7 separate regions of the Mus musculus genome follow, and regions 2, 3, 4, 5, 6 and 7 are each linked to region 1. The links are chromatin contacts, called in public HiChIP or PLAC-seq, Micro-C and promoter capture Hi-C maps. All regions are on one chromosome and are shown on one strand. Each heading gives the region's core, a stretch centred on a gene start, on an enhancer-like site or on the middle of the called end of the contact. The rest is flanking DNA. Distances are from core to core; before and after follow the strand shown. Region 1 holds the start of Zfp64 (zinc finger protein 64). Region 2 has its middle 44 kb from the start of AY702102. Region 3 overlaps Tshz2 (teashirt zinc finger family member 2). Region 4 overlaps Tshz2 (teashirt zinc finger family member 2). Region 5 holds the start of Pard6b (par-6 family cell polarity regulator beta). Region 6 overlaps Tshz2 (teashirt zinc finger family member 2). Region 7 holds the start of E130018N17Rik (RIKEN cDNA E130018N17 gene).

Region 1 (2,738 bases), core at 124-2,623:
AGCTTCTCCTGTGACCCTGTCAAATAACCCTCCCTCCCCATTCACCAAATTCACTGAGCCTGGGGTCACTCTGACTCCCTTTTTTCATATCATCCTCTTTGGTGTGACAAACTGTCTTATGGCACCTGGGACACGTTCCCTAGACTGCAACAAAACCGTAACCTTGCTACCTCATCTCAGCCCCAGTGCCTGCCCGTTCATATCCCCTCGATTCTTTGTGGCACTCTGGCCTACCACCCTAGTTGGTCAGGAGTTTGCATGCTAATATTTCTCTTCCCCAAGTTGGGGGTGACACACGGAGAAGAGCTCTTACCAATTCCTGTTGCACGCAATAGCTGCCAGACATGATGAAAGGGCAGTTCAAATCTTGCCCCTCCTGGCTGTCATCGAACCCTCTTTTATCAATTTCTTCTCCTCTGGCATTTCTTCAACAACAAACTCAAAAAACTCTCTAATCAAACAACTAATTTACTGTTACGGGACTACGGGCTGCTAGCCACAAAGCCTGAGTCTCATGGTTACGGAGTGTGCCCTGATGGTGAGGATCAGCAATGCCCGAACATGCGACAACCCCGGACAACAGGAAATAGTCCAAATTGCTCTCCGGCCTCAACATCACCCCTTCTTAGTTCCTCCTCTTTTATATTGAACGAAAGGGAGGGATGGTAGTTACTAGACATCTTCCACAACCTACCCAGGGACCCTGAGACGGCAATTACGTCATCAGTAGGAGCCAAGTTGAGCCACATTCCTCCCCTGCGCATGTGCTATAGTCCCTAAAAGGCGGACTTTCTTCCCGCCTCTTTTTGATCAACGCCCTTGCTCACCTCCACCCTTCCCAGAGGCAGCCACTCTAAGCCCCTCCCCAATAAACCTCTCAGAGTCTGACCCTTGGAGTGACTTTGTGGCTTAGATCATAACAGGAAATAAAAAGGGGCTGTGGAACCTTCTGGGTAAGCTCAAGGTTAGAGCTAAGGTCAGTTCTTCAGTGCAGGATTCTCGGGGAAGAGTTGCAAATAGTTGTGAGTCACCTAATGTGGGCGCTGGGATTCGTTGCAAGAGCAGCACAGACTCTTAGCCACTATGCCTTCTTTCCAGTTCACCATCCCCAAGCAATTCTAACAAACCCTCCATGCTGCGTGAAATACTGAAGCCCCCGTGGAGCAGAGCCCCAATGAATTCTCCCATCTACTACACACTAATCTCTTTTTTTTTTTTTTTTAAGTTACTTATATTGTACATGCAGATGCTTGAGTCTGTTTCCACCATGTGAGCTGGCTGGCAGGAAACCAGGCTTGGTGACGTGTGCCCTACCCCTGCTGAGCCATCTCACCGGCTCAACCCAGCAGCAGGGCAAAGGCCCCGCCCCGGTGTTACGCTGCCGGATCTGCCCTAGGGGAGCACCCCGGGATTTGGGGCTCCACTCTCCCAGGCCGGCAGCGCATCCTCCTGGCATCTGCGAAGGAATGAGCGTCTCCAGGAGGGCAAGATGCAAAGGCGCAAGGCGACCACAGAGTCCCTGGCATGCCTGGGATAGGGTGGAGGGATCGGTGTACTCGGGTCTTAGACTCCACGACCTTTCCCGGTTCCTCGGGAGAGCACCGCCTGGGAGTCGGGCTGGGTGCAAGGGGCCAGCGCCCTCTAGGCAGCGGAAGTGGCGCTGGTTGTACATCCGTCCCCGCCTCACAGAGTTGGGAGAAGACTGGCTGGTGCGGGAAATATGCAGGAGAAAAGTCTTTGCATAATGTAGAGCGAGCCGTGGGGCTCCGGGAGCGGCGCCCCAAGGTCTGGGGCCATGAACGCGAGCGTGGAAGGAGACACCTTTTCTGGATCGATGCAAAGTAAGTACTGAACAGACGCAGCTGGGGCCTGGCCCGGACAGAGCCAGCAGGCCCCGGGATCGGGGTGACGGCGCACCTTGCATGCCTGTCCCCGCCAGCCCAGTCGGCGTGTCAGGTCGGGAGCCGCCTGGAACTCTTGCAGTACCCCAGGGGAGGCAAGACCAGGGGAGGCCACGCGGCGAGGAGACTGTCACCACCTCCCCTGCCCCGCCGGGTGGAGTTTGGGGCGCAGAGGAGAGGAGAAAGTGGGGTGATCCAGGCCAACTGGTAGGGAAACTTCTGCTTCAGTGGCTCAGGTTGGAGCATCCCTGAGGGGCTCGCGGACAGGTTTGCAGAGCCATCCTGGCACTCAGGGTAGGGGATGATATGGGTGTGAAAGACCTGGCTGGGGGTGACTTGCAGTGAGTTTGAGGTTCTGCTATTTTCCTGACATCCTATAAGCTATTGCTATCTCCATGTGCCTTTGTTCCCCAAAGTACGGGCCACGGACTGAACCGTGGACCGGCCACCTGGAGCGCATGTGTTCAAAACAGGCTGCTTGGTCCATCCCCTGCAGGTCTCCGAGGGAGGGTGGGGCCGGAATCCCAGGTCTTTCCTTGTGCCTGGAGCCTCAGATGTTTGAAAAGCTGTGGACAAGGTTCGCAAACACCTGAGTCACTTTGCTAACTGCAGATATTATAGCCATTGGCTCCCCAAACTTGCCTGAGTGTCCTCTGAACTCTAAACCCAGTCCCCACCCACCCCATGTGTCTCAGTGTCTTCCAGTGCTGTGGACTTCGGGTTGTGTTTTAAAGAGGGACGACCCCACCAGATGACTTACTCTGGAATGGGAAATCAGTCCCCACATCAGAGAATTTATCTATAAGGATCCTAAGGAGAGATCTGTCTTTGTTTTGT
Region 2 (2,738 bases), core at 152-2,651, 960 kb before region 1:
AGGCAGACAGCCAGGTCTGCTAACTCCTGACTAGGATAGCACTGTGTTAGGTGAGTCAGGCAGAGAACCCGGAGGAACTGAGTACCCGAGGTTTGACTCTCTCTCCTTTGGCTCAGCTGCTTTGTCATCTAAGCAAACACATTCACTTACCCAGGTCCATTTTTCTACAAACGCCCAGCCTGACACCAGCGGTACTCTGGTTTGCTTTCCCAGAGTGTCTCTGTTGGGGTTTCTATTGCTGAGCTAAAACACCATGATACAAAGCCACTTATCTCAGCTTACAGCTCCAAGTCCCGAATCCCAGGGAGTCAGGGCAGGAACTCAAGGCAGGACCCTGGCGTCAGGAACTGAAACTGAGGCCCTGGAGGAGACTGGCTTTCCGTGAATTGCTCTCCCTGCTTTCTTACAGTACCCAGGGCCACCTGTCCAGGGGTGGAACTAATCACATGAGCTTGGATCTCCAACATTCATCATCAATCAAGAAAATGACCTATAGACTTCCTATTGGCCAATTATGTGAAGCATTTTCTCAGTTAAGACAGCCTCTTCCCAGATGACCCTGGCTTGGGTCAAGTTGACATAAAACTAGCCAATATACTTATGTTTCCGGAGGGACCAGATGAGGCAACAGATCTCAGAGTGTTTTGACTACATAGAATATGTGTTTAAAGGGTACTGTTATAATTATAGTTTTTCTTCCCAGAAATCTGTGAGCTTCTAGAGACAAGCTTGTATCTTTTAACTCTGAATTTCTGTTTTTTTTTTCTTAGCACATTCACTTTTATATACCAGACACACTATGACTGTTTGTTAAATAAAAAGAAAGCTGAAGAACGGGGCTGTAGCTCCGTTGGTGGTGTGCATGCCCAGCGTGCATAAATCCCGGGCTGATCTCCTGACCACATGAACTGGGTGTGGTGGTCCAGGCCTAGAACAACTCGGGGGATGGAAGGAGGAGAATCAGGAGTCAGAGTCATCACGGACTATACAAGACTCTGTAGTGTTGGGAATTAAACCCAGGGCTTTATGTGTGAGGCAAATGTTTTAATGGGCTATGAACTCATCCCAAGAGATAGTCAAAGGGCAATAGCCTTTGAAGGAGATCCCAGCATAGTGGTTCGGTGTGTGTGTGTGTCTCAGGGGTGGGAGGGGAGCTTCCTTTTATACCTGAATTAGGCACAGGCCACACCCAAACACTTGTTTTCACAGAGAGATTCTTTATTAAAGGGGGGAAGAAAAGTTAGAGCGGCCACTCTCTGTGGCTCTGGCAGACACAGACCGGCAAATGACCTTGCAGGTGCAACGTCTAAGAAGAGAAAAGGAGAAGGGCTGTTAGAATGGCCTAGGAGGCTGTGCTAGGTTTTGATTTGGCATGTTAATTAGGTGAGTCAAAAGGGGCTTTTTCATTGCTGGACTTCAATACTTTGATTGCTGGACCTTGATAGTCAGCCTCAGGAGGAGGAAGTGGCCAAATAAGGGAATAGACCTTGGTGGCTGGCTTTAGGAATGTAATCTAATGGTTTTTAGGGAGGCAGAGGGAATGGGGGAGAAGGGCAAGGACTGCCAGAGGCAAGTTGCTCCAGCTGGCCAGAGTCCCTTCAGCCTTTATCTGTGCTACTGTACTCACTAATTTAGACTCATGATGCAGACATTTGAATATGTAAATAGTAGGTTATATGAAGCAGGGAGAGGTGGGGATGGCAGTTAACTGGAGAAAGTGTACCCTATGCAAAGGGACCACGGTCCTTAGCTCCAGGGAGTCTATGTGGCAAGGTGGGCCTTCCCCAAGAGTTTGAGAAGTTGGAAATCTATGTATTTAACTCCATTTCTTGGGTTTTTAAATATTGGTAGTTAATTCTCAAGTCTAAAAAATCGATAACCCTTGTCGTCAGACCAATTGGAACTCTTGTAATTTATAGAAGATATAAATGGAAGTCATAATTAAAAATAATTAGAAAATCCTTAGGTTTCACTGTGGTACACCCCAGCCTGAATGAACGGCCTCTCCTGTTGCTGTAAGATCATTTAAAAAACAAGGCCCTAGAGCATGCCCTGACATCACTATTCGCTGTTTTTCTCTTTTGTTCTGTTTTTAGTTCAGATCTTCCTCTTTGGGCAAGTCTTCCCTAAACCTGCCTGAAGCAGCACTGTGGGGCTGGAAAGTCATGTGACTGGGAAACCAGTCTGGAGCAAGAATGAGGCCGTTTCCAAACCCTGAAAATTTTGTCCCGAGCCCTGCAGGCGCAGTGCTGTCTTCCCCTTGCTTTGGGCCTGTATGTCCACTACATGGAAGCCTTATGACCTTCACCTCCACCACCCTTGAGATAGTCCTGTAGCCTGGTGGCCGAAGTATAGGTTAAACTTCCTCTCTCTCTGTTAGGACGTGCCCAGCAAGCGCATGTAAATGAAGCATTCTTGAACCTCAGCCTCAGCCAATGATGCTTATTCACTGTAAAACCCCTACCCACTCCCTAAGCTTTATATAGCCCCTGCTGACCCTCAGATAAAGAGAGCTTTCTCGCTGAAAACCATCTCCAGAGAAGGCTATTTCTCCCCCACTCACACCATCTGAGTCCCGCTAACCCACCCACTCAGCTAAGCTCCGTTCCTTTCAGTCTCGCCCACTGTGTAACGACAGGTGCCTGGATACCCTGAGCGCAGAAGCTGACCTGGGCCAGCATGGCATTTCTCCCTGTTCTTCTCCAAGCTGCTTCTTTGGACTGGGCGTAACCTTCTTG
Region 3 (2,738 bases), core at 75-2,574, 910 kb before region 1:
ACGTGTGTCCACACATATGCAATCAAACAACAAACTGTACTGCTCATCTGAAATGTTCATCTGGAAACCAGCCCTCTCCCCCCCCCCTCCCCCGCTGTCACACTGTCTGTGACACTGGAGCGACCAATACTTCTATATTGTACTGGAGGCACACTTTGGGATGCTTAAAGTCTAGGTTCTTGATCAGGAGAGGGGGCAGTTACACCCCTGCGCCCTCGAGGGACATGTGGAAATGTCTGGAGGTATTGTAGCTGTCACCATCTGAGGGAGAGAGTTAATACTAACTAGCATCTAGGCCTGGGACATGCTGATAAACTTCCTCTGAAGCCCAAGAAAACCCTCCACAGCACACATGAACCAAGCCCATGGTGCAAGACCAGGCAAGGCCAGGACACCCGTGTTGAAGATCATCAGACTGCTACAAGGCTGTTTAAAAATGTATCCACAGATAGATTCACAGGCCAAGCAGAGACCATGGACCAAAATGAACCCTGGTCTCAAGTGCTGGGACGTTCAACAGAGAGAGCAACATCTGGAAACAGGTGTGTCTGAAGTGAATTTTCTCATCTGTTTGTAGATGTTGGCAAATCCACAAAACCAGGCTCCTCCCCGATCCTGTGTGTGCGCATGTGCATGCCACATGTATGCACATATGTGTTGCCAGACAGGACTCTGTCCGCATCAAACCACCTAAAGTCACATGTGATCCTTACAAGCACACGTCACCGGTAGATAGATATTGGCGGTTTGCTCGGTACCCAGGAGTCCTCGATTTGAACTTTTTCAAAAGTGACCTTTAGAAGACGAGTATCGTGTCAAAGCTTTGGCACCCTAGTTTGTTTAAAAAGAGAAAATGAAAAAAAAATATGGAAAGAAAAAAAAATGAGGGAAAATATTGCTACAGTCCTGCTCCCTTTGAAGTCACTGCCGAGCTAGGTCTGAACAGATACATTCAAGCTCAGCTAACATCAGACAAATGCTCAGTGTATCACAGGAAGCCACAAAAGCAAGGGCCCCATCAATATTTCACAAGAGCCCCGGGGAAACGGTAGATTGCAATGCTGTAGGGAATCTAATGGAGTTACACACAAGGGTTTTGTACATTTAAAATAAGCAGCACCCGGAAAAAAAAAATTACCCTTCAGTTTGATAGAAACCATATAAAACTGCAGACAGGAGACAATTAAACCACTCACCAAATTCATCCACGTCACCCTGAGAGGCTACTTAATAGCAGGTGTGACCGCGTGCGAGGGGGTGTTTTCCTCCCCCCCCCCCAGGAAGGCAATAATAAAGATTAACATTTATGAAAAGGAAGATAAAATATAGGAGAGCTAAATGAATAATTAAAGACGGTTTTGAAGAACACTTGCCACCGTGAGCCCATGAAGCCTTTGCCACAGTTATGAAATGTGTTTATATAAAAATATAATTATAAATAGACAGAGGCTGTAAGGGAGACCTGCTGACCCTTGTTTGTTTTGATTTTTTTTTAAAAAAACAAAACCAGCTTTGAAGTGTTTCCTAGGAATGTGCTGGTAATGGGGCTCTGTACATTCCTTATTATAGTATTAGCTGCCCTGGGTGCCTGCTCTTCTGTAGGGAGGCCTAGAGCTTGCAAAAATGTTATTCAATAAGATGGTGTGAGATCAGCGATTTCTTTTCCCAAGTTCTTTGTTGGCGCAGGAAGTTGTGCATGCAAAGCAAATTGCGTTTTCTACACTGACATGTAAATCTGTGACCCCAAATTTTCCTAACTCTTGAAGGAAGCTTCAATTCTGGGGGGGCCACGCCAGTGTTTGTGAAAGTTCACCTTAGAAAGTAGCATCAGACCCCACAAGATGTAAATCTCACCAGGGGTGACTTTGGCCTCTTATGGGACTCACAGATGTCTCTATGAGCATCTTTGTCTCAGATGAGGTGAGGCCAGTCATGGGGAGGACTCTGTTGGTATCTGGAGGGGAGAGGTGAAGGGGGTCACTGAGCATCCTTCCATGGACACACAGAGAGCCCCTACAACAAAGAAGTCTCTGAACCCCATGCCAATACGCCTGAGGTGTCCATTTCTTGTTTTAAAGCAGCCATTCAGACCCCCAGCCTCAGAGCATCACAACTTCTTTGTTAATCCAACCTCCCAAGTTGCCAGCTGCTCGATGACATCTCCCTCATCCATTAAAGCGCGTCTAAAGTCAGGAGGCCAGGTCCTCTGTAGAGAGAGGTCTTGCTGTGACTACCCAACGGCAGGCCCGGGAGGAGAGAGGAGGCTATGGCTGTAGACTGAACATCCATGCCATGACAGCAGCAGCTTCTGCTTACTATACCCCAGCTCAGCCATTCAGGGAAAGTGTTTAAAGTGTCTGTCTTTATAGATTGCCCCAAATTATTGTTAGAAGAGGGCAAGCTGAGACTCAAATCTTAGACCTAGCCCCAAAGTCCTCATGACCTCTAGGCTCATTAGCATCTGAATTAGGGGTGTGTGTGTGTGTGTGTGTGTGTGTGTGCTTACAGCGGCAGTGTGAAAACCCCACTCTCCTCATCTGCAAAGGAAAAAGGGGAGATGATCTGAAGAGGAAACAAGGAGAAAGCAAGGAAGCAAACACACCCACTTTAAAGAAAATTTAAAATTATTGCCATCAGTTATTTATGTAGAACCCAGAGCCTTGTGTATGTTAGGCAAGGGCTCTACCACTGAGATATATCTGAAGCCCCAGATTAAAGATAAGATGAAAACATCCAGG
Region 4 (2,738 bases), core at 143-2,642, 870 kb before region 1:
CCTAGTCGGCCATCAGTGGAAAGAGAGGCCCATTGGTCTTGCAAACTTTATATGCCCCAGTATAGGGGAACACCAGGGCCAAGAAGTGGGAGTGGGTGGGTAGGGAAGCGGGGGGGAGGGTATGGCGGACTTTTGGGATAGCACTGGAAATGTAAATGAAGAAAATACCTAATAAAAAATTTTTTAAAAGTACTATGTATATTTATGAGGCTATGGGTCCTATTAGTGTTTATTATATGTTTGGGTATCCAATGGAATAGAGATAGCCCTAATTATATTTATATTTCCACTCATTTCTTGCAGTCACAACGAATTATTCCTGGTCTTATTCTGTCTCAAAGCCATTGTATTTCCTACGGTCTTCCTGGCTGGTCTCTGTGGGATCTATTTCTTTAATCTCACCTGGAAGGATTGGGAAGAGTGAAATTACCACCAGGAAACATTCCTGCCCCATGAAATTCAAAACCAGCAGGCCACTTTCGGGGTCAAGCTTTTCTGACCTGCACTTCACCGTCAAGTGTAGATTTTGTACCGCACGCTGACAATTGGGTGGATGTTCCAGAAACAGGCAGACTCACCCCAAGTGGAGTGCAGAGATTCCTGTCAGATACTTCTCAGAGAATCTGTTTAGATTTGGAGCTTGGGACTGTGTGCTGATGCATGATGGGTGTCGGTGATGGATGAGCGACCCTCCCCTCCCCTCCCCTTGAGGAAGACAGACTGAAGTGCCACCACTCCAAACACAGCACAGCAAATCTGAATCAGAATGGTAGGGGTGTTTGGTGGTGGTGGTGGTGGTGGTGGGGCGACTCATGAGTTCTGAGAAGGGAAATATGAGCAAGAAGACAGCTGATGTTTGTCCTGACAAACTGCCCGTCCTGATGGATTAAGTACCATCGTCATGAGTCCCTCCAGGGCCAGGGCCGGCGTCTTCCTGACCTGCCTCTAGCCTCTTCTGCAAGGCCTGATGATGTATGAGAAGGGTGGGTGATCTGAGTGCCAGGTGAGTTGCTTAGTCTGGGCTGCTGCTCCTGTGGCGCTGTGCATCAACCCCCACCCCCACCCCCACCCCCAGTTACCCCGGGGATACTCATATTCCTGCTGAAACTCTTTCTTCCCAGAAATGCTCCTGAATAAAATGGTTATCTAACACACATTACTTTTCCTCTTCCCAATAGCATCATTTCCTGTCCTCTCACTTTACAAAACGAAACAAAACAAAACAAAACAAAAAAAACAAAACAAAGAAACAAAAAAAAGGCCCACCCCCAAAGAGCCCTGAGAACTTTGCAAGCAAAAGCAGCCCTGTGACGCTTGAGTCATTTCAGATTTACGTGGGGGCCTTGGGCTCCCATCCTGTCGGGTGCTAAAATCCTGCAGCTGTTCTTTGAGGACCACCCGGCTTGCCATGAGCCACCACTGACAAAGCGATACCATTCGCTTCCAGAACGCGTCCCACGGTTATTCTTGGAGAAAAGGTAAAAAGCAAACAGCCAGCCAACTGCTCACTGCGGCAGAGACAAAGCCAGTCCGGCCATTTGTCAACGCCTGCGACACCCGTGTGTTTTAAGCACAGACACCTCTCTCATTACAGCCTTAAACGATAACACGGTATTATATCAGAAATGACAAATGGCATGGAGGGTGGAGGTACCTATACCCAATCGATCCCGGTTCAGGAGGAAGACGCATCTTGAATGGATCGACAGAGTGGACAGGAGTTCTCACCGTACGGCTATGTTTTCTGGGCACCGTGTCGGGACCAGAGGCCAGGTGTACTCATTTGGGTGTGACACCCCCTCCCAAGTGCTCTGTAGCTCCCGGCCATGCGCTGAGTGTGTCAAAACCATTACCACTGCTCTGTATCTGTGCGGTATTGAATTCTAAAAGGCACAGGGCCAGGAATTGATTAGCTAGTCCCCCTCTGCAGCATAGCTGTTCAGGTAGCGCACACAAAGGCAGGGGCTCCTTTAAAAACCACCAGGCTTAATGAAAGAAATAGAAGGACTGTAATTAACCAGATGAAGGCCCTGGGTCATTCTCTCTATCTGTTCCTCAGTGCTCTTGTGGCTGCAGCTGCTGCTTTCTCCTCATGGTAGTCCTCTTCTCCTCCTTCCCCTCTCCCTCCTCCTCTCCCTCCTCCTCCACACACCCTCCTCATCTTGGTCTCCTTCCTCCCCCTCCTTCCCCTCTTCCTCTTCCTTTCTCCTCCTCCTCTTCTTTCTTAGTACTCCTGCCCACACCCCACCTTCAAGTTGGGGAAGGCTTTTATGTTTAGATCATAAAGAGATAACTCCTCCCTGAGTGATGAGCAGGGATGAGTGTTCCTGGATCACCTTCTTCTGCTGGTGGCTACGCTTAGATGATGTTAGGCAGAGATGACTTGGGAACGGGAGAAAGAACTTAACAGGAAGGAAATGTGGCCAGGTGAGCACTGCAAGCAGGTAAAGAGAGGGATCACCCCTATAACCGGGCTCCCCAGGTTTGATGTGATCCACCCCCCCCCCAAACAGCGGGCTGGTGAGGATGTGCTCAGTGAGAGTGCCAGAGTTGGTGGGACCACTTAGCCAACTTGCTTGGCCCTTAGCCTTTGCTAGGAAGTACCTAGGAAGTCTTATCAAAGATGCACCAAGGGTTTCCCATTCGGTATAGCTGAAATTTTTATTACTGGAATTCCTTAAGAGATTCTCATTTTCAAATGTGAGGTGTGACCATCGATGACCTAAGCCAATGGAACT
Region 5 (2,738 bases), core at 150-2,649, 870 kb after region 1:
GGCTCCAGGTAGCTTTCCTCACTCACCCCACTTCCCGGACCGACATTCCCCCAGGGGTCCCTTAACCACCACGCTTCTTATTTTTGCAGTGGGTGTTCGATACACCGCTCCTTCTGTGTGTCTAGCCACAATTTTGCTCTAAATTCTCACGGTCAGCAATGCCCTCTACCACCGTTTTACAAGTTGCTCAGTAAAAAGCCATCGGCAAGACCTGGTCCTACAGCCGAGTTTGGGGGAAGTCACACCCTTTAAAAGCAGGGTTTCTTATCATTTCAGAACTCTCCGAGAACCAGGCTACATAATCCTGCCCCTCCTGGCCGTTCAAAGTCAGGAGAAGCTTGGCGACATGTTCCGGTGGCTACGGATCACCTTCAGATTCCATCTGAAAAGCCCCTTTTGGAAGACGGCATTCTCCAGCTAATCCCCACGGGCTACTCTGCTCACCCGGCCTTGGGATTGAGGAATCCCACCGACACTGAAGTCACTAACAGAAGACTGGCAGATCCGCCAAGGGGGAAAGCATTCCGAATGAAGAGTCGGAATGAAAACAGCAGCGTCTCAAATTGTCAAGCGCAGCACCAGAGTAAGGCGATAGCGCTAATTTCATAGATTAGACGCATACCAAAGTTAGGGCTGGAAAAAGAGCTCTCCTCCACTCGATGTACCCCCGAGCCCCAATAAAAGGTTATACGAGAAGACAACAAGGTGTTCCGAAAGCCTCTGGCTCGTGCCCGGGGTGAAGGGATCCCCCAAAGTTATCCCATCACCTTGCACTGGAGCGATCCTCATCCCACCCTAAAAGCAAGGCGGGAATATGAAGGATAGAAAACAGGGGCTGTGCTGCGGAGCAGACGCAAACGCCTCACATCGCCGCGCTCCACCAAGTTTCTCTCCTACGTGCTTCGGCCAGCAGCTCGCCCTCCGCCCGCGTTCCCACAGGGGCAGCCGAGGTCCACCATCCCGCCACTCTGCGTCCTCACGGGGCAGCCCCGCGTCGACCATCCCACCGGCCCTCGCCCCCGTTGCCCCGCCCGGCCGCGCACCTTGCTCTTCACCTCCATGGTGCCCAGGCAGCCGCTGCTCGCCCCGTGCCGGTGGCCGCGGTTCATGCTGAGTGCCCGGCCGCCGGCGGCCTCGTCGGGGGCCGGCCCTCGGGAGCGCGGGCGGCGGGGCCGCGGAGCGCGGGCTCGGGACTCGAAGCGCCGCACGGCGCCTCGTCACGGCACCTGCTGAGGTCCTCCCCGCAGCGCAGTGCCGGCTGCTCCGCGGCGGCCTGAGGGTCGGACTGCCAGTGCAGCAGGCGGGGACACCGGTCCCTCCCAGCGAGGCTCGGGGGCGGCGGCGGCCGCGGCGGTGAGGAGAGGGCGGAGCACAGCCCTACAGCCGCCGCAGCCTCCCTTATCCGCTGCCTCCCCCGCGGACGCGCGCCCGCGCGCTCGTGCACCGAGCTGGGCCGCGGCCGCGGCACGTGCGCGCGCTCACCTGCAGCTTCGGCGCGCGGCTTGCGCTCCGCCCACACCCAATGGGAAGCGCGCACCTGCGCCCGCGGCGTCAGCCAATCGGCACGCAGCCTGCGGGGCTCGCGCGGCCCGTGGGCGGGCCTCGTGGTTGGGAAGCCCCGCCCACAGCCCTCGCGATTGGTCCTGCCTTGCGAGGGAGGGGCGGGATCACCTGAAGCTCTGGGGCCTCTCTGGATTGAGCCGGGGGAGCAGTAGGACGCATGCGCCGGCTGTAGAGTTTCCGCCCCGAGAAGGCGATGGGGAAGGCCGGCCGGAAGCGCGAGCGCACCTGGACTGCCGTTCAGGAGGGTGTGTATTTTGCGCATGCGCGCGAGCGTTTTCGCCGGCTGGGTCGGGTCGGGAGCGCCCGTATCTTTAACGCGCCCTAGTCACCTGCTTGGAATGTGTGTACAGCCGTTCCCTTGCCGTGATGATGTGGGGTGACTGGGCATCTGGGGCCCCTCTTCGGCCTGAGCCCCCCCCCATGCTGCGGCTTCTTGGCGGCCCCCTGAAACTATTGTGGAAAGAGTTTCAAGTTTTCCCGCCTCTGCAGCAGTCATTAGAGGGAGAAGCTTGGGGGTCGGGGGTGGGGGGATGTCTAGGCCTGGAAACTGCACTTTCGTCTCAATCAGCGCTTCTCAACCTGTGGGCTCTTGACCCCAGGACGACTCTTCCTCCGGGGTCACCTGAGACCTAAAACACAGATATTTACATTGCGATTCATAACAGTAGCAAAATTACAGTTAAGTAGCTAGGAAAATCATTTTATGGCTGGAGGTCATCAGAATGCGAGGTCACAGCATTAGGAAGGTTGAGAACCACTGCTCTAGATCTTCCCTGTCCCGAGGGTGCCCTGGGTATCAGGAGAGGACCAGGGAGCTGAGGCCTGCGATGGTCCCCACAGGCCCTGGCTCCCTGCGGGCCTCACCATCCGCCCTCTGAGGCTGAAGTCGTCTCTCTGTGGAGCAATTTCTTGCCCGTTTGTTGTTTGCACCAACGCCAGCCTCTGGGCTGTGTTCTGTTCCCCCAGTGACCGAGCTGTGTCCTGGGGTAACAACACCAATTCCTAATCTCTGAGCGCCCCACACTGAGGCTGCTGCCTCTCTCTCTGTTTTGTTTACCCATTGGTCTTGCTGGTGCTAGGAGAAAAGTGAAAGTCTCCCTCGACGACCCTCCTACCCCACAGAGGGCTGAAGAGCTAGCTGATCAGGGGCCTTCACTCCTGCCCACTCTCCCCTT
Region 6 (2,738 bases), core at 109-2,608, 840 kb before region 1:
TATGGGTTTGCACTTGATGACCTGGCTCCTGTCGGCTGCCCAATTCTGGGTCATACCTAAGCCTGAAACTTCCTAATTTCAAAATGGCCAGATGCTCATCCCAGACTTACAAACACTCACAAAGGCCTTACTGCGCAATGACTCTTTGGCTAAGAGCAGAGGCCCCAGAACTAAACAGCCTGACTTTGAAGCCCAACCTGGCCACAGAGGACACCTTGCGGTTTGGAACTGCACAGCCCTGAATATCAGTGCCACCTGCTAAAAGTAAAGAAGCCAGCCATCTGAGAATGGTAGTGAAGGTTAAACTGAGACACAGAAGAGTTGGCAAGATGGTTTATAGGGTAAAGGCGCTTGCAGCCAAGCCTGATGACCTGAGATCAAATCCCCAGTGCCTACTTTGTATACTGAATGTTGTTTTCTAACCTCTATAAGTGTGCTCACACACACACACAAACACACACACACACACACACATGCACGCACATACAAACACATACACACACACACTGTAATGTAAAAACAATAAGATAAAAAGAAGTTACTTAAAATAGCACAAAGTTAGCACTAGAGAGTAACTTGTTTTTATCGCTTTGATACCATCCATGGGGGCAGGAGAAGGGAAGTTTCCCATTTCGGGAAGAAAAAAGAAACAACAAAAAAACCTGATAAGCCAGGAGTCTGTTTCCTGGTCCCTGGAGCCATTTGGTGGTAGAGATGGTGCCAAAAGGAGAGATGCACTTAGAAGATATACTTGGGCACTTTCCGAGTGCGCTTCTGCAAACAGGATGCTGTAAATGTCTCCTTGGGGGACGAGCCTGCCAGCAGGTCTCGGTTTCCACTTGTGATTTACAGAGTCCTTTCCTCTAGTTCAGATAGGTTTTCCTGCCTGCCCTCTGTGCAGATCTTACTTCAAGTCCAGCCCCATCCAGTACAGAACGTGTCTCCCCACCCTCAGGCGAGGGATGCATAGCAGGAGTATCAAAGAGGTTTCCTGTTCCAGTTTCCTCCTTGGCACCCCTGCCAGGCGGAAATCTCTTAAGGCCTTACTTAGCATGCACCGGCAAGAGCTGAGCCAGGGCAAGCGGCACAGCTACTGGCACTGGCTCCTCCTATCCGCCCTCCCTCCCTTTCTCTCCGCCCCTTTGCTTTCTCCCTTCTCCCAGGTTTCCGCTGACAGTAAGTGCACTCGGGTTACACACAGCTTTCTTTGGAAAGCCCCCTTTTTAATGATCTGGCAGCCCAGGAAAAAAAAAAAAAGAAAGAAAGAAAGAAAAAAAATTCAATCGCTCTTCCCACAGCTTCCGCAAGCCCCAGTGATAAATGACACCTGTCATTCTGTCACAGACAAGCAGCACAGACTGAGATGTCAGTGATGTATGGCTCACTAGAACAGGAAATCAACTTTTCTCCCCCCAAAGGGGGAAAAAATCTAAAAGAGCTGACCAGAACATTGTCAGGAATCAGTTTTGCCTCCCAGACAGATGGGAAAGGAGACGGGAAAAGTTTGAACTTAGGAAAGGAAAAAAAAAAATCAGATCAAAACAAGAGGAATAGTGTCTGGAGAGAAGCTGGCATCCAGTGGGCCACACCGTGTGCGGGCATGGCTGAGGTCTTTGTAGCACACAGGGCATGGACCAAGTGTTCACCTCTGTTGGCGCCTGAGGGAGGGAAGGGTGAATCTCACCCTGTGAGATTCTATTCTCCTTAGGAGTCTCACCGGGGTGGGGAGGGGTTGGGGTTGGGGGTGGGTTGGGGGCCTGGGGGGTGAGGGGTATGGGGGGGGAGAAGTGAGTCAAGTCAGAGATTTGTTTGCTAAGCACAAAGTAGCCAGTTTTACACAGCTCCCAAGGGAAGACAATAACATTCCCAATGGCTGCTCTCCCCGGTATTCCCACTTCACAGAGATTGTCACCTGAAGAACAGCAAGGTCTCATGCGATGACAGTCATGGGGAGGCGCAGGAATGGCTTCCCTACCTTTCTCCTCATTTTCCCACCCTCTTCTCATCCCATCATCCACACATGTTAAATTCAAAACCATCCATTATCAAGCTGTATCATTTCTATACACTCGAGGCTCTGACTGGAAAAGACAAACTCAGCCACATCTGACTGATACTGAACAGTTGGGCTTATACTTTTGTGCTAAACTCACAACAGAAAATTAAGACACAGACAAGTAGTTTATTCCTATGTGGGATGTCTAAGAATCGGTGTGTCATCACCTGGGATAGGGTAGGTGACATGTTGAGTAGGCACCCTGGTTTCCACCCACTGAGACCTGAAAGCACTTCACACCAGTGAGACCAAGAAAAAATTTCCCTGGGTGTCTCTGGACATCCACTGCGAAACAGTTGCCCCAATTGAGAACCCTTATCTTAAAAATCTGAAATCAAACAACCTAGAAAAGATTATGTTCCAGGGATGAGTTGAAGTTGGCATGCTAAGCAGTCTGATATAGAAAAATGCTCAAAGATTGTCCCAAAGATACACTAACTTTCCCAGGTTTTCACAAACATTTCTATTTAAGCTTTGTAACAACCAAAAAGTCCAGTTGCCATTTGTTTTGCATGTATCTTCTGTATAGATGGGACAGAACTGGATACCGCAGAGGGAAGTAGGCTTAAAGCAGGCAAAATGATTCACAGGGGCCGGGGAGATAGCTCTGCCATCAAACTGCTTGCCGTGTAAGCAGAAGACCCTGTTTGGATCTCCAGAGCCATGGGCATTGGTGGCACAC
Region 7 (2,738 bases), core at 145-2,644, 800 kb after region 1:
TCCGGGATTACAATAGTGCCATCACTACCAACTGGTTTAATTTTTAGACAAGAGGCTCCTATGTGCCAGGCTGGTCTTGAGATTGCTATGTCACTGAGGGTGACTTTAAGCTCCTGAACCCCCTGTTTTACTTGCCTCGTACAAGGTCATACTTGGTTGCACACCCTGCTTTTGAAATTCGGGGTCAAGGGACAGAGCTCAGGTGCTCAGGCTCCTTAGGCAAGGCCGTTACCTACTGAGCTTGAAGCTCAGGGTTCCTTCTGGAAATTACCACAGATAGCTCAGAGGAGACAGGGTGGACCCCTTGGCCTTGGGCCACTATCCACAGCCATCTTCCATCTGATAACCCAGGACAGACATCGGGCCTTCAAGGGGCATCTGGCTGTGTTGGACAGCTTCCAGGTTGTCACTCCTGGGTTGGATGCTCTTGGGATCCCAGGAGTAGAGGCAGGTTCCATTAATCATGTCACCATACAAGCCCCAGACATCAGAGGACGACACAGATTTGCGAAAAGGAAATTTTGAGTGTGTCCCCACCAAATAAGTTGGGGTGCTTCTCATTATGCCTACACAAACACCCCACCACCACCAAATAAAAACGTCTCACGGTCATAATGAGAATCCAACTGACTCTCCCCAAAGCTTTAACATGAACACAACCATCTGAAAACACAGGTCAGGGCCAATGAGATGGCTCAGTGAGTACAGGTGCTTGCTGCTAAGCCTGACAAATGGTTCCACCATCCTAGGGACTCACATGGTGGAAAGATCCAATGCCCATAAACTGCTCTCTAAGCCAGACAGGGTGGTGCTTACCTTTAATACCAAAATTTGGCAAGAAGAGGCAAGTGACCACCCTGGTCTACAAAACAAGAGTTCCAACCCAGTTGGTCTTACACAAGATTCTCCAAAAAACCAACCAACCAAACAAACAAACAAAACAAAACAAAAACCCAGAAACAATTTGACCTCTTGTACTCTGACCACTACAGGTATGCTTGCTGCCTTGGCATGAGCGTGTACACACACACACACACACACACACAAAAGCATGATTGTGTAGGAGGCTGGGTGCTGGGGAGGTGTGGGACTCGGCCTCCATCTTTGCTTCGGTATTAGCCATCTGTCATGCGGCGTTTTTACCACCAGGACTGCTGAAGGCAGGAAGAGAAAGAAGCCGGTTCAGAGCTGCCAGCAGGCGCCTGGAACCTCCCCTGGCTGCTTTGTGTTTCAGCAAGAGCCCTCCCAGCTCCAGCCAGGCAGGCTCCTCCCCATGGCCCTCCTGGGGCCCCCCGCTGGGGGAGGAGGCCCAGCTAAGCCTCTCTCCTGCTGGCTGGGGGTGGGGAAGGGAGGGACTCCAAGCCTAGCACCCAAGGACGACCCCTACAGGCCAGCCAGGGCAGGGCAGCATTCCCTACAGCCGCCATTTCTTCTCTGTCAGCTCTCTGCTGTCAGACAGAGAGCCAAACAGAGCTGGAAGGTCAGATATCTCTGGAATGTATTGAGCACCTACTGGGTGCACAACCTTGAGGAAGAGCACGTGCCCTCTGCAGGTACTGGAAATGTAACTGGGTAGATGGTAGCCGAGGGATCCTACCCAGGGTCCCTCTGGGACTTCATAGCTGGGGTCAGATCCTTTCGCCCACGTGTCACCATGGGTAGGACAGAGGCTATGGTCCACCCAGACAGAACACAGGCAGGGAGAGGGACACTGTGAGGTCTTTGAGCCTAGAGCTCCTTCCTTGTAAAGTGGAGTCACCTGTCTCTGGAGTTTTTATAAGACGTCAGAATCAGGGGCCAAAGCTAAGAGCTGGGAAGTCTGGGCTGGAGCTAGTACAACCTGATGGACAGATGTCCCTCATTCTATGCATCTGATCTCAGAGGCCTCTGAAGGGGCAGAGCCAGGGGCAGGAGGATTAGGAGTTAAAGGTCATCTCTAGCTAATCTGAGGCTGACCTGAAACTTCTGATCTTCCTGCCTCTTCCTCCCAAATGCTGGGATTACAGGAGTGTACCAGTATACCCAGGCTAAGCCTTGCTGCGGGGCCAACATGCAGCCTGGTCTACATGCCAAGTTCTGGGCCAGCCAGGGCTGCAAAGCAAGACCTTGTTTCAAAAATAAAAAAATGTCTGACGTCCAGCTTTTTCCCAAACAGGAGAATCTGTTCCCGTCTCCCTGCAGTTCCGTCTCATGCCTGCTCTGCTGTGGGCAAAGTGTCCCTTCTGCCACCAGGGCCCCTGACTAGTTTTCCTGGGACCACCTGGCCTCCTGGTCTCTTCTAGCCCTGCTGGATTAAGGTGAAAAGCCAGTCTAGGCCACCATAGCCAGACTGCCTGCTGCATGGACAGCCTCTGCCCTGAGTCCTGGATCCTTCCTTCACTGGAAAGTACCTCTCATGGAGAAAATTCATCAAGGTAAAACCTCATGAACAAGATGTTTTGGCTTGGCAGGAAACAAACAGTGGTTAACAACAAATTAGTGAGCTACTGAGCCTCTGGGCACATGGCGCTGAGGGCAGACCCAGGTTGGCTGCAGACATCAGCTATGGTCTCCTGCAGACCTGAGGGGGCACAGGCCTGGCTCAAAGCTCCCTTCACACGGACTGGAACAGTCTTCAGGTGGGATGCTCTTGTGTGCGGCTTAAGCTCTGGCCTGCTCCTCAGGCTCCGTTCCCCAGAGCCCTGCTCCACTGACCTAAGGCTGGGTTTCTTTTCTCTCCTTTGATTGGACAAGGGGCC

The links. Promoter capture Hi-C pulls out the DNA fragments that hold promoters and counts their contacts. Hi-C and Micro-C count contacts between places; a contact is called where the count stands out from the background. HiChIP or PLAC-seq counts read pairs in DNA pulled down with a chosen protein or histone mark.
Region 2: an H3K27ac HiChIP or PLAC-seq map of embryonic stem cells shows a contact between it and region 1, with 3 times the contacts expected there. The contact joins the enhancer-like site here to the promoter of Zfp64 in region 1. A contact is called at or near these places in 3 of 39 promoter capture datasets (hippocampal neurons and liver), 11 of 115 datasets of contacts at active chromatin or transcription factors (the SCID.adh cell line, acute myeloid leukemia, astrocytes and 5 more) and 3 of 9 other capture datasets (adipose tissue, liver and pancreatic islet).
Region 3: an H3K4me3 HiChIP or PLAC-seq map of neural tube shows a contact between it and region 1, with 6 times the contacts expected there. The contact joins the enhancer-like site here to the promoter of Zfp64 in region 1. A contact is called at or near these places in 2 of 39 promoter capture datasets (hippocampal neurons and liver), 7 of 115 datasets of contacts at active chromatin or transcription factors (astrocytes, embryonic forebrain, embryonic hindbrain and 4 more) and 1 of 9 other capture datasets (adipose tissue).
Region 4: an H3K4me3 HiChIP or PLAC-seq map of embryonic hindbrain shows a contact between it and region 1, with 5 times the contacts expected there. The contact joins the enhancer-like site here to the promoter of Zfp64 in region 1. A contact is called at or near these places in 3 of 39 promoter capture datasets (hippocampal neurons, liver and pre-B cells), 4 of 115 datasets of contacts at active chromatin or transcription factors (astrocytes, embryonic forebrain, embryonic hindbrain and 1 more) and 1 of 9 other capture datasets (pancreatic islet).
Region 5: a Micro-C map of the G1E-ER4 cell line shows a contact between it and region 1, with 4 times the contacts expected there. The contact joins the promoter of Pard6b here to the promoter of Zfp64 in region 1. A contact is called at or near these places in 1 of 15 datasets of contacts at CTCF or cohesin (embryonic stem cells), 1 of 484 Hi-C or Micro-C datasets (the G1E-ER4 cell line) and 1 of 115 datasets of contacts at active chromatin or transcription factors (embryonic stem cells).
Region 6: an H3K4me3 HiChIP or PLAC-seq map of neural tube shows a contact between it and region 1, with 4 times the contacts expected there. The contact joins the enhancer-like site here to the promoter of Zfp64 in region 1. A contact is called at or near these places in 1 of 39 promoter capture datasets (liver), 4 of 115 datasets of contacts at active chromatin or transcription factors (embryonic limb bud, forebrain, large pre-B cells and 1 more) and 1 of 9 other capture datasets (adipose tissue).
Region 7: a promoter capture Hi-C map of embryonic stem cells shows a contact between it and region 1, with 2.1 times the contacts expected there. The contact joins the promoter of E130018N17Rik here to the promoter of Zfp64 in region 1. A contact is called at or near these places in 3 of 39 promoter capture datasets (embryonic stem cells and stem cell-derived epiblast-like cells) and 1 of 115 datasets of contacts at active chromatin or transcription factors (pancreatic cancer cells).

Annotation. Positions count from the first base shown.
Region 1 is chr2:168,954,222-168,956,959 of GRCm38.p6, reverse strand. Zfp64 (zinc finger protein 64) reads left to right here and starts at 1,373. Exons shown (of 6, transcript NM_009564.2): 1 at 1,373-1,841. The coding sequence starts at 1,796. It overlaps Gm39993 (a long non-coding RNA gene), which reads right to left and starts at 877. Exons shown (of 2, transcript XR_867023.3): 1 at 314-877.
Region 2 is chr2:169,918,089-169,920,826 of GRCm38.p6, reverse strand. It overlaps a transcript of Tshz2 not described here. Among named protein-coding and RNA genes, the nearest start is that of AY702102, 44 kb to the left of the region's middle. Within about 2 kb of position 1,401, at least 16 of the 459 cell types and tissues checked have an H3K27ac peak or open chromatin away from gene starts, as enhancers often do. A contact at or near this core is called in adipose tissue and embryonic stem cells, where this site is marked.
Region 3 is chr2:169,859,382-169,862,119 of GRCm38.p6, reverse strand. All of the region lies in intron 1 of Tshz2 (teashirt zinc finger family member 2), which reads right to left. Among named protein-coding and RNA genes, the nearest start is that of AY702102, 100 kb to the left of the region's middle. Within about 2 kb of position 1,324, at least 9 of the 459 cell types and tissues checked have an H3K27ac peak or open chromatin away from gene starts, as enhancers often do. A contact at or near this core is called in neural tube, where this site is marked.
Region 4 is chr2:169,825,180-169,827,917 of GRCm38.p6, reverse strand. All of the region lies in intron 1 of Tshz2 (teashirt zinc finger family member 2), which reads right to left. Among named protein-coding and RNA genes, the nearest start is that of AY702102, 140 kb to the left of the region's middle. Within about 2 kb of position 1,392, at least 13 of the 459 cell types and tissues checked have an H3K27ac peak or open chromatin away from gene starts, as enhancers often do.
Region 5 is chr2:168,079,665-168,082,402 of GRCm38.p6, reverse strand. Pard6b (par-6 family cell polarity regulator beta) reads right to left here and starts at 1,399. Exons shown (of 3, transcript NM_021409.2): 1 at 1,044-1,399. The coding sequence starts at 1,109. It overlaps Gm39990 (a long non-coding RNA gene), which reads left to right and starts at 1,677. Exons shown (of 2, transcript XR_867010.1): 1 at 1,677-1,903; 2 at 2,643-2,738.
Region 6 is chr2:169,789,236-169,791,973 of GRCm38.p6, reverse strand. All of the region lies in intron 1 of Tshz2 (teashirt zinc finger family member 2), which reads right to left. Among named protein-coding and RNA genes, the nearest start is that of Gm34344, 120 kb to the right of the region's middle. Within about 2 kb of position 1,358, at least 160 of the 459 cell types and tissues checked have an H3K27ac peak or open chromatin away from gene starts, as enhancers often do. A contact at or near this core is called in adipose tissue, embryonic limb bud, liver and 1 more, where this site is marked.
Region 7 is chr2:168,153,169-168,155,906 of GRCm38.p6, reverse strand. It overlaps E130018N17Rik (RIKEN cDNA E130018N17 gene), which reads left to right and starts at 1,394. Exons shown (of 2, transcript NR_040327.1): 1 at 1,394-1,553; 2 at 2,156-2,738.